Linked DNA regions of Rattus norvegicus: region 2 is linked to region 1. The links are chromatin contacts, called in public Hi-C maps. All regions are on one chromosome and are shown on one strand. Each heading gives the region's core, a stretch centred on a gene start, on an enhancer-like site or on the middle of the called end of the contact. The rest is flanking DNA. Distances are from core to core; before and after follow the strand shown. Region 1 holds the start of Ptger4 (prostaglandin E receptor 4). Region 2 has its middle 330 kb from the start of Dab2.

Region 1 (6,473 bases), core at 1,314-3,813:
GATGACACAGGGGGATACTTTATTGGTAGCTTCATGTGAATTGTAGCGTCACATGCTCATTTCTAACCAAAACATTTGGAGAGTCTGTGCACGGTTACTAATGGCCTAGCTCCGAGTCCTCCGTTCTGTGAAGTGGACCTCCTGTAAATCACAGCTACTTACTTTGTCCTTTACTGTCCCATAAAATAGAAGGTAGAGACTAGAGGCCCCAGCTCTTCCTTTCCAGATCTCCCTTTATTCTGAGCTGCCATTACAGACAGTAAAATATATTTATGTATTTTGAGTGTAACTTAACTCTGTAAATTACATTAGTTTCTGAGATAGCCTCGAGGCTCTTCTGACCAGTCCTATTTACGTCTGTTTATACACATTGGCAAGAAGCTACTGTATGCTGGCTCTCAGTCGCCACTAAGTTTTCTTCCATTTACAGTCACCTTTGTAAGAGATAAAAATATTTCTATATCAAAGATACCTGGTAGTTTTAATAAGAGAAAGTAAAGAACAGGAGCCCTTACGTCTATTGCTACTCCCCCCCCCCCCCCAGCCCCGGACATAGACAACAATCTCTTTTTGAATAGGTGGTTTAGAATTTCTAGTAATGTAGTCTTTTGAGAGATAGAGCTCAGAACAAGATAAATTCTAGATGAAGAATAATGCTTGACCACTGATTTGTTTCTGGTGCGTTCTGTCAGTAACATGTAAAAGCAGAGAACTTTTACTTTTTGCTCCTCTCTGCTTATAATATTTAAGACATTACTGAAGGCAGCGTTAAAGAGTGTGTTCCTCAGAGATGAAGCGCACCAAGACACCAACAGATGCTCCACAAAGGTCCAAATTAGAAGTGTTCCAGCAAGACACTAATACTACAGTGGTGGGGACTGGAGTTCCAAAAGGGAGAAACTGCACCGCTCCTGGTCATTGAGAATGCACACTAACTAGTCTGTCATGCTTTCTTAGCTAGCAAAAAGAATAAGGAACTTGAATTTGGACCATACCCAGTTCAAGAGTCTGTTCAAGGTTTTGGGTGGGTAGGTGGTGGAGGGGTTAAGGGAGGCGGGGGCTGGGTGGGGGCAGGGAGCAGCATGAATGTGTCTACAAGATTATTCTAAGGACTCTTCTGTGAAGTGAGTCCTTAGGCTTTTTAAACGGAAAAGCATCTCGTCTATTCTAACTTTAAAATGCTGCATAATCTAGGAAAAAGTAAAAGGGTTGCAGAAATCAAAACGCTTGAACCCGCACTCTCCTACAGAAATGAATTCAACAGTTTTATCTCCCTTAGTTTGCTGACTCTGGGCCACAGAGTGGAGCGCTAGAGTAAGTAACGCTAGTGTGTTGTCCCCACCCCCCATCTAGCTGATCCTGCCTGAAGGTTCAGGGAAGATACAAAGAAAAACATGGGTCAATCGGGGAACCTGGGGAGGGGGGTTGTCCAGGGGACCTCAGAACTCATGCTTTCGGGGGGGGGGGAATAAATTCGGGGGACCTAAGGGGAAATCACCTGCTGAGTCTCTTAAAGGTCAGGGCTTAGAAGGAAAAACCTGGGTCTGCTCTGAGAAGCCTTGAAGTGGTTGTTTTCAGCCCAGAACTGGAGAAAACTGAATCCCCAAGGATTCAGGGCAACGGAGGGGAGCAGGAAGGCGGATGGACGCGGGAGAAAGGCCCAGTGGGCCCCAGCCCCAAACACTTACCACGAGCGGAATGGAGCAGATGAGCACCACCAGAGAGGTGGCGATGAGTAAGATGACCATCTGGATCTCTGCACCCGCGATGCGCCGGAAGCTCCTGCGGCGGCGAAAGTCACTGAGGCGCTGCAGGGCTGGGGAGGCGGCCGCGTGACCCCGACAGGCCACCGAAGCCACCGCTGCTGCAGCGGCCGCGTGGTGCTGCTCCGTGCCCAGCGAGGTGCGGCGCATGAACTGGCGGTGCATGCGGAGCAGCGCGCCGCACACCAGCACATTGCAGAGCACGGTGGCGAGGATGAGGAAGGAACTGAAGCCCGCGTACATGTAAGAGAAGGCGGCGTAGGCCGTTACGTTGGTGGTCCAGTCGATGAAGCACCAGGTCCCCGGGTACTGCCGCTCGGACCTACCCAGGCCCATGTTGGGCAGTGCGCAGAAGAGCACGTTAGATGCATAGACGGCGAAGAGCGTGAGACCGGCCAGCCGCTTGTCCACGTAGTGGCTGTAGAAGTAGGCGTGGTTGATGGCCAGGTAGCGCTCAATGCTCATGGCACAGATGATGCTGAGACCCGACAGGCCGAAGAAAAGTAGGATGAAGGTGCTGTAGTCACACAATGCCTGGTCTCCGGGCCACTGGCCCTTCATGTATGTGGCGATGGTCACTGGGCTTACCAACAATGTGCCCAGTAGGTCAGTGACAGCCAGCCCACATACCAGAGTGTAAAAGGTAGTCTCCTTCTGCTCCTTGCGCGACTTGCACAATACTACGATGGCCACCAGGTTGCCCACCACCCCGAAGATAAACATCACTGCGGGAATGGTCACTGGGCTGTTCAACCTCTCCGGAGTGGAGGAGAAGGACGCGTTGACTCCGGGGATGGACATGATGGTGGTCAGTAGTACACAGCTTTGGAGCTCACGGTTCGATCTAGGGATGGTATCTAGAGAGAGGAGAAGGAACGATGAGCCATTTACAACTTGCAAGGTGTTCGACCTCTTGGCCAAAAATGCTGTGTCGCGGACAAGGAGAGCAACCAGATCCGACTTCCTCATCCGTAGCTACTCACTTAACTGTAGCTACTTAAATCCTTAAGCTCTGGATCCGTTCTGTCAAGAGCACCACTCTGCTGACATTAATATTTATAAGCTGGTAACTGCCTTTCCCACCCCCACCCCCATACTCAGATCATTTCCCTCGTCAAGATGAGCAAGACCCTTCTCAAGGGAAAAGTGACTCTCTAGTGATATTCCCCACAGAGTGGATAAAATTCTCATCGAAACAAGTTACGGACATTTGGGGACATTATGGGACATTCTGTTCTTTGGCTTCCCGGAAGAGCGCCTGACCACGCAAAGACCTCCATCCAGACTTACCTGTAGGGTGGGGTGCGCCCCACGGTTCAGGCCTCAGTCGTTCTGGACCTACCACCAACCTCAGCCATCAGTCTCTTCTCACTCAGTGCGGAACTTGTCAAGCCTTTGCCGCTCTCGGAACCGGGGATCGAAGGCTGCCAACTTTCCGGAACTGAGGTCAGAGTATCTCGCTTTCAAAAAAGCTTGGAAAGCAAGAGAGGCTAGCGGGGATGGGTCAGTGAAGACCGGTCTGGGGTTTCCTGTTTGATTTACTAACCCCTTCTTCTTTCAAAGACCAGTCTCTGCTTTGCAGAGCCCGCAGGTCTAGCGCGGGAGGTCAGCGTCCAGGTGTGTCGCCACGCGTGCAGGTGGAACGGAGCGTAGGTCCCGGCTCCCTCCTCCCCAGCCGCGGGCAGAACGGACAGCTACCGGAGGCGGCGGCTACCGCTGAGGCCGCTCCTTGTGCTCTGGGGGCGGCACGGGGTCCACTGGGCCTGGGGCTCTGACCTGGAGCTGTTCATCTTCCTCTCCCGCTGCCGGGTTTCGAGCTTCGCTCTCCGCGTTTCCAGCCTCTGAACAAACTTTTCTCCACCCGCAAGTTTCCCTGGAGGGGGCGGAGACAGTCAGCGCGCGGCCCGGGCTTCCATTGGCTGACATGGAAAGGGGGCGGAGCGAGACTTCCTCTAGCACCGCCCGGGAGCCGGGTGATGGAGGGCGGGGCGGAGAGGCTGGAGAGGGCTGGAGGGACCTGCATGGGTGCCACTGGGCTGTGGGTGCAGCTTCAGTTGCCTTCCCTCCCTCGGAGGTACGGAGATCCTGCGGACCGATTCCCCAGGAAACCCCAGCTCGAGCTTTGTCACTCCGTGCTGGGCATTTAGTTGAATGATGCTGGGACCGGTGTCTGATCTACGTTGTTCTGCTGGGTGGAGTGGGTTTATTCTCGCACCTTCCACCCGCAGATGGGTCTTGGGATGTCGGGACGATTGCTTTAGGGCTCTACCCGGGAGTCACAGAGCGGAGAGGAGAAGTGGGTGTGTGGTTGTCCATGGGTGTGTACGCCCGAGCGCTCCGGGTGGGACTTGGCAGAGGCATGGGTGGACGGGTGAGTAGGTACCAGGCTTGGGCGGGGAGAAGACGAAGAATCCATCCTCTCACCATAAAAGGAGTTACTTGGCAGTGCCCTAGCTGCGTTCAATAGGGCACCAAAGCGGGGGCGGGGAGAAAGGCGAGCGACACGGAACTGCAACTTCTCGCTTAGGTGGCAGTTTTAGGGCTTTCTTTTGGAGACTCGTGGCCCTCAGCTACACCTGAGATTTAGTTGAGGGGACTGTTTAACTGTAGACAGCATTCTTCCTCAGGAGGGCTTCTGAGCTGAAACAAGCTGGCAACACCTTCCGCTTTCTTGGTTAGGTTTCTGCTGGCTGCCTTCACCTGCAGGATGAGAAGGGGTTTGACACTCAAGCAAATAAACGGATTTTTCCAGGCGTTGCCTCTTTGTTAACTCAGAAAAGGTCTATTTGCCTTTCCCCACGCTTTGGTTTATAGTTTGTTCAGTTTCTTTGATGAGGAACGATCATTTTTTAATTATCGACTATTGTCCTAAAAAACAGAATTTAAGATCGGAAAACACCAGGGGGCAATTAAAACCGTGTCACTAGATCCTTTAAACACTACACAAGAGAGTGTACTATGGTTTTCCAAACAATTCAAATTCTTCGAAAAACCTCACTCCATCGGAAACACTCACGGTTAGCATCATCTTACAGGGTAACTAGGTGGCTTGAATCTTGTATGAGACAAGTAGGTACCCCTCTAGTGTTACTTTATGAATAAAAAAAAATCTGCTAAGAATTTATCTGATTCTTCAGCAAGTCTCAGAAACAAACGAGTAATGAGAGAACCCGATTTCAGCTAGAAAAGTACTCAGAATTGTGTTTACTTGCATAAGGGAACATGTGGTCATAGTAATACATTCCGTGTGCAAGCCTTTTCTTCATGAACATCACAAAGGAAAGCATTCTTAGCCGATTAAAAAAGGGGGTGTTGATTGTTCATTTTTTTATCCCCCTCCCCCGATTGTTCATTTTTTGAGTCTGCTGTTACCACTAATGTCAAGGGGTATTTCTTTCTTTCTTTCTTTTTCTTTCTTTTTTTCTTTTTTTTTTTTTTTTGGTGTCTGTATGTCCTTTAGGTAGTAATCTCTAGAATGGTGTCAGCATAGGACACAAATCAATACCAGAAAAATAAAAACAGAAACTACCCTACACCCCATTCCTCACTAGCCACATTGCATGATTGTTACTCATGTTAACTGGTTGTCCGGAAAAAAGGTGAAGGGACAAGGTGGCATTTCCCATAGCCTGCTAACATATTCTTTCCAGTTTTTTTCCTCTTGAAGCTCCTGAAATGAACAAGTTAAGATCTGTGTAGTTCAGGCTACAGGAAATAGTTTCAGTTCATACAGATGGCCTTGGCTAAACTAGATATAAGTCTTGGAAAGGGATTGGTTGGGAAGGGAAAAGGGATTGGTTGAGAGGGAGACAGAGATCCAGGAGGTAAGTAAGAGAAAGGATGGAAAGAGAATAACAACACATTGTGTATAGTTATGAAATTTCAGAGAAAATTTTAATTAAAAGTTGGTGGTGTTAAGTTTTCATGATGGGGAATATACTAAGCTGGGCATAGAGGTTTAGACCTGTATTCACAATATTTGAAAGACTGAGGTGGGAAGATTGAGTTCAAGGCTAGTCTGGGCTTTGTTGTGAGATCTTGTTTAAAACGTACCCAAAAAGCAAGATTATTAAATATCTTGAGGTATACTATTGAGATAAATTAGTGTCTATTATTGGTTGTGTTATCAACGGAGGCCTTTTAAACTTTCTTCCCAATAGCTTTCAGCTAACAGAAAACGAGACTCCAGTTTACAAAGCTAAAACAAATACAATGAAGCTTACCTATACCTTCTTTTGGTTGACCATTTTTAAAAACACAGTGTCCCTTCTTATGTACCGTAAGAAGTCGCCTCCTCTTTCTCCTTAAGATGTATTTATTTTCAATGCGCATGGGTGTTTTGCTTGCACCTCTGCCTGTGCACCACATGTGTGCCTGCTGCCTGTAGAGGCCAGAAGAGGTAGTTGGACCCCCCGGACCTGGTGTCCCAGAAAGAAGGCTGTGGAAGCTGGGAATCAAAGTTGGATCCTCGGCAAGAACAGCAAGTGATTTTGACCATCTCTCCTGCCCTGGTTCAGCATCCTTAAAACTTAAAGTGAGTCTTCGGAAGTAAAAGTTGAAAGTTTCATCTTCAGCCATATTGTCTTCAGCATGCCTCTGCTTAGGAAGCTAAGCAGGGTCAGGCAGGGTTAATACTTGGAAGGGAGCATTGAAAGTTTGGGAAACATTTTATTTCCTTGGTTTGGAAAACTGGGGCAGTGGAGTCCAGTT
Region 2 (6,473 bases), core at 1,259-3,758, 870 kb after region 1:
TCTGGATACCTCGAGCTGTGGCACGCGGTCAGCTCCGGGCGCAGTGTTAACTGTCTATGCCCAGGTATCCTTATATTCAAAATGTCCTAACAGACAAAAAGTTCTTCTGCTAAAGACTGTTGCATCTTAAACATTAGATTAGTTTTTGTCTTTTGACTTGACAAATGATCCTTTTTCATACACAATGACACAATGAAATACATGAAAGTTAATAAAATTGCTATATTCCCTTAACATTTTAGTGTTGTGATATCTTTGGGAATATCTTCTACAGCTTGGATGCCATCTGTGACTAAGTGAGAGAGCTAAAGTAGAGTGTAGTTTACTTATACAGAATAATTGAAGAAAGCCTTATGGGGTGTAAATACAGGAACTGAGACATTACCTATTAAAAGAACTTAAGATCTTAAAAACTGGGTTGAAAGATGTTAAAAGCAGGGAGAAAGCATGTACAATGATCCTGAATGAGGACTGAACTTGGTATTTTAAATGTTAATAAGGTAGTGGAAGGACAGAAGAGACAGAGAATATTATCCTCAGAGTGGTTGGAATACAAAGTAAAAAGTATACGTTTGTGTAAATAAGTAAATTTATATGTAGGCTAAATTGTGATAAGAATGCATACAAAGTTTTATGTATAAAGATTTCATAATATTATTTACATTTTTGAGATATAAAAGTTGCTTTTCAATAGAAAAATCCATGACAAGAAACAATACAGAGTCATGTAGAATCTAAACGAGATTAATGGAGGGGAAAGAATTCATGTTGGAGGGTTAGCAAATCTTAGAAGTAGGATGGATTTGCTAGGTATTCATGAGACAGAATTGAATGGATGCCTATGCTTTTCACTGAGACGGAAACTGCTACAGAACTCTGATTCTTAGGAAGGCATTTAATGTTGGACAGGTAATTTACTATGGAATCAATGCAAATAGACTAAATGCCCCTGTTAAAATATACCTTGTATTGAATTAAAAGAAATGCTAGAAAGTTGAAATATCCAGATATAGCCATGTGTCTCTGCAATTACCAGCACTCAGAAAGCCAGTGCATGCCATCTCCCCAACACCAACAAAGCAAAAAAATGAAACTAACAAACTTCAGGAAAGTAAAAATAGACACTAAGAAATAGGGAAGGCATTTCTATCATATAATTTTATAATCTTTAAGTTTCATAAATGTTATGATTTTGTTGCCATGATAAAACACAATGACCAAAAGCAATTTATACAAGAAAGAGTTTATTTTGACCTATTCATGCAGAAGAGAAAGTTAGTAATGGGAGAGAAGGCACCACAGTGCTCAACCAAAGCATGAAGCTTAGAGGGCAACAGAAAAGAGAAAGCCAGACAGCAGTATAGAAGTGGATCAGAGATAGCCATGCTCAAAGACCTCCCTAGTAAAGTTCTTCCTACAGTGAGTTTCTTGCCCTGAAACTTCCATAGCCTCCCCTAAAAACCCAGCAATGGGGACTAAGTGTTTAGATATATAAGCCTAGGGGGAAATTTTTCTATTCATGTTACTATGTTGATAAGAAACATTTCATTTACTTAAAAGGATGGTAAGAGAGAACATGTTTCCTTGAAGAAGGCCAAGTGTACATATATCACCAACATGCTCAAAATTTCCTTTAGATGATTATATTTTTCTTGTCCACATTTGACTTGTGGATGTCTATTTGTAAAAACAACATCATATTCAAATCATAAATTGCATGAACTGAAGTGTTAAGTCTGAGGTCAGAAATTTAAAAGTATATGTGGGAGCGTGGTTAAAGTAAATTATTCTTTGTTCAAAAGAAAAAGTATTATTCATCCTTGGGCATGTTCAATATAATTTTAAATTACTGTTGTTATACTGACTTGGTTTCTGTTTCTGGAGAAAGAAACCTCAAAAAAATGCACAGTTTGCTACTGCCCTCTGCTGCACACAGGGCAGAGGAGCGAACTCAGAAGAATGGCCAGAGAGCTATAGTATCCTGACAACATACACAGGTAAGATCCTGTTTAGTGACTACACCAACTGATCCTGGGTAAAACACTGAATTTCACCACAAAATGAGTGTTTGAATCAGATTCATAGTGTGCTTAAAGCACCCTCATAACCCAGGAGAAAAGATAACTAAAATCCAAACAAAGCCCTTATGCCAGACAGATCTTTGTGGATGAGTTACTTTTGCATAGACATGGTCCGAAGCCAGAGGGGAAGCATTTCATTATTAAGAGGTCACTGACACTGCTCTTTGATGTTTAGTGAATTATTGTGAGAAGAACATCCAGAGAACAAAACGTTCCAATGGCCAGTCAATGATAAAATCTTACACAGGCAGACCAGCGTGAAGCGCAATTTTGCCTTTTAGAAACTAGGAAGGATTTTTGTTGTTTTGTTTTCAGTTTTGTTTTGGTTTGTGGGGAAAGCTTCCAGCCTGGAAAGAACACTGTGTGCCTCATACCAACAGGAGGCTTGTTACAATGGGAGCCACCCGTAAACCACATTCTACCAAACATGCAAACACTCGTCAGCAAACAGGAAGAAGTCACCCAACCTAGTCATGCAAGCTGGCTGTCTTCTCAGGCCTCAAAACTCACAAGTGTTCACGATGATCTTTTAGCAGCCTCAGCCAACTTTCTAGCCGCTGCTGAACAATGAGTCATTTAGGGCTGGAAAGGGAGGAGGAGAAGGAGAGGCAAACCAAATGCTGTATAGACGATATATCACCCCATCAAAAAAAACAGAGATATTCTCCTTTCATTGACAAAATGATATTAAAGCATCTAGTAAAACTAAAAATCATTTTAAGTATTACTTAATTCCCGGCGCCCTTTCACTTCCTAAATGGTCCCCAGTTAGCAACATCTATGGTGTGTCTCTCAACACTTTCCTTGTGGGGCTCCGACTTCGTCAGTGGTCACCAGAGTAGGAATTTCTCCAGATGGTAGGACATGTGCCACTGAGTCCTATATGCAAGGTAATTTTGAGGCTGATAAAGAATATTTTGAATGGCAAAATCAGCAAAGCTTTGTTCTGGCCAGTAAAACGGCAAAGCATGGGCAAGCAGAGCTTTAACGTCACACACATTTTCATCTCCCCACTGTTTATTCATATATCGCACTTGCAAAATTATCTCGCCGTGTATTTGCCTGTTCAATGGAACTGCCTAGATATTTGCAATTTAGATATTGTCTTTTAAATATTAATGTCCTATCAGACAAATGGCTTGAACGTATTTCCATCCTTCATATTGGATTTCTTTGCAAGGTCTACCAGTTGAATTCAAGGCATACTCAGCCTATACACCCCCTCCCACACACACATCCATATTTAAAAGAAAAAACCCTGAAAATCAAAGCCAAATGAGTTACACCTTTAAATGTATTAGGATGACTGACATTAAAAGTCAAATTATACTGACTTGGAAATGTATGCCTAATGGAATCCTACTTAGTTGTTCCACTTTGCATTGCCTATGGCTTTGGGGATAATATTGGTAAAACCATGCCAAGATCAGTTGTGCAGTTGCCCCGTGTTTTCTTCTAGAAGGTTTGTGGTTTCTGGTTCAATCCGTTTTTTGGTTGGCTTGTGTGTATTATGTGAGCTAATGGTCCAGTTTCATTGTTTTGTATATGAATCCTCAGTGTTACGAGCAACATTATTTTGACAGCTTTTCTCGTTTTGTATTCCTGGCATCCTTGTTGAGAATTAGCAGACTGTACTTATGGATACATCTCTGGACTTGTTACCACATCTCCTGGCTTTGTATGACTCTATTGGTGCCAGTTCCATGCTCTTCTGATCACGGAAACCCTAGAATGCATGAGGAATTTCTCAACCTCAGTCACCATGTGGAAAAAATAAAAGTTATGGCCGGCAGACTGGCTTAGTAGGAAAACACTTGTTTCCTAAGTGTAATGACACCAGAATCTGTATGTCAAGCATCCCCATGAGCACCTGGTGGCACGTGTCTCTTGCTTGTTATTTCAGATCTCAGAAGGGAGATAGGTACAGGGGAATCCCCAAGCAAATTTACAAGCTAGGTTAGCCCCAAGCTCATAATAGCAGCTCTATGTTCAACTATGAAAGCTTGACTCAAGCCTGAACAAGGTGACTATCAATCAAAGAAGACTCCCGATCCCACCCTGAGTCTCAATATGCACATAAACATACAAAGGTGCACAACTGTATGCATGTGAACTCCCACACATACAAACATGATGTACACATACATGCCACATACACATATATACATAAAAATGAAAGGAAGCACAAGTTAAACCTATGATAAGCTATTAAGTCTATGATAAGCTATTATTCTACACCTCTTAAAATGACCGTTATCTAAAAGCCAATTGTAATTAATATTGACAAAAGAATGGTGGAAGGGGACCTCTTGTCCACTGTTGATGGGACTGGTATAGCCATCGATGAAAAAGATATGGAAGTTCCTCAGAAAACTTGAAAGTAAAAATGCCATTTGATTCATCAATTCCACTTCTGTATCTATACCCACAGGAATTGGAATTCGTACCTCAAAAACATGCCTATGTGTATCATAGCATTATTTGCAATTACCAATATAGAAAATGCCTGTGTGCACTAGAAGGTGAATACATAGTCTAAAAATATACAGATATGTGCAAATATGATGGTCAATGTCTTATATTGATTATTCATATAGATTTATTCAAATATTTTAGAATATTAATGTATTATAAATAAAGAAACTATAATTACATGCACATGCCTACATTCAGTGGATCGCTGGCTATCCTTAAAAATATCTTGCTACAAATGAGTGCTCCAGTAGACAGACATTTTGCTATGTAAAATAAGCAAGATGCATAAACTAATTCAACATCATTTCACATATAAAATCTAAAGATAAACTCTTTGAAAAAAAGCTAGGCAACTGTTGCTGGAGGCTATACAATAGAAGAAATGGAGACTACAGACTTCCAATATAAAATCAAATGTGCAACCTGGCTAACAGTGCTTGCTACTATTATATACCCAAATTTGATGTGAGGCTACGTTAAGTGGTTTAATTATTATAAATTATAAGAAATCTGATGAGTATGTTAAATAGCTCAAATGTAGGGATGCCATTCTAGCTCCATGTGTACTTCAACATCCCTTGATATATGTTAAATGTGTATAATTGATAGTTCTCAATGATACCTCAGCAAAGCTTAGGGAAAGTAAAAAATGTAAACTTCAGGTCTGGGGTTACAGTGCCACCATACTGCATTCCTGTAAGGCAATTGTCTAAGTTTGCTAGAGACAGAGATGAGTGGTGTCTCTGAGTTTTAAAACATGACTATATCTGTGTTGATACTTCCTTTTTAATATTCACTTGACTTTTGACAGGTAGTAGTTTAAAATTGCCTTTACCACAGCATAAGGTTATGAAAGAGCTTCTGAAAGCTAGAAACACTGATCACTGATAGGGGTTAAGTTGCACTGAGTCCACAGTGATGTGTATGACCAACATGATGCAAGAGATTACAAGGTATATGAAGGACATTGTGAAGAATGGTTGGAAGCTCGGAAGTTTCTGTAAGGTAACCAGTAAGAAAAATGAAACTAAGAATCCAAGCACCGAACACGATGTACCTAAGAATACTGCCTTGAAAATTAAGGCAAAATTCAGGTCAGATGATGTTGGTCATAAAAAAATAATGTGAGGCCAGAATTTGGATAGGAAGACTCCAAAAGAACAAACTCTACTGTGGCAGAGACAGGAAGCCAATCTAGGACAGAACAGTGAAGGCATAGAGAAGGGGAGTTACTGCAAAGGGAAGAATTATTAGAATAAGAATTGCTATCATCTCCTTCTTAGAAATATGATCATCATAGGGACAAAACACACATCTCTACTCTAATGGTATTGCACAACTTTTTAGCATGACAAAGTTCCATTTCAAAGACATTTACTGACATAAAGCTAAAAGCATCAAAATTGTATTTTGGTATTAACTTATATTTTCATGAGTATTTCATGCATGCAGAGAGTACATTTCTATCTAATCCATGCTTCATTCCTTCCCCTTCAAGCCTTCCTCTATCCCCTCTACCCATCATCACTTTCCCCCACCAGCTTCAAGTTCCTTTTTTTGAAAAGCATCCACTGAGTTTGCTTCATAGATTCACTGTGTGGATGGATGCAGAATCTACTACTGTAGCATGTGCAGCCTTGCAAGGGTTGTGTTCCTTAAAAAAATTCGTTTCTTACCAATCCAATTCTTCAAAGAGTTAGACAGAACAATTTGCAAATTCATCTGGAATAACAAAAAACCCAGGATAGCTAAAGCTATCCTCAACAATAAAAGGACTTCAGGGGGAATCACTATCCCTGAACTCAAGCAGTATTACAGAGCAATAGTGATAAAAACTGCATGGTATTGGTACAGAGACAGACAGATAGACCAATGGAATAGAATTGAAGACCCAGAAATGAACCCACACACCTATGG

Evidence for each region. A called contact is a pair of places that touch in the nucleus more often than the background predicts.
Region 2: a contact with region 1 is called in a Hi-C map of psoas muscle, with 3 times the contacts expected there. The contact joins the enhancer-like site here to the promoter of Ptger4 in region 1. A contact is called at or near these places in 9 of 12 Hi-C or Micro-C datasets (the A7r5 cell line, the Rat2 cell line, Schwann cells and 6 more).

Annotation. Positions count from the first base shown.
Region 1 is chr2:56,070,959-56,077,431 of GRCr8, forward strand. Ptger4 (prostaglandin E receptor 4) reads right to left here and starts at 2,564. Exons shown (of 2, transcript NM_032076.3): 1 at 1,689-2,564. The coding sequence starts at 2,564.
Region 2 is chr2:56,936,838-56,943,310 of GRCr8, forward strand. No RefSeq gene overlaps it. Among named protein-coding and RNA genes, the nearest start is that of Dab2, 330 kb to the right of the region's middle. Within about 2 kb of position 2,509, at least 7 of the 93 cell types and tissues checked have an H3K27ac peak or open chromatin away from gene starts, as enhancers often do.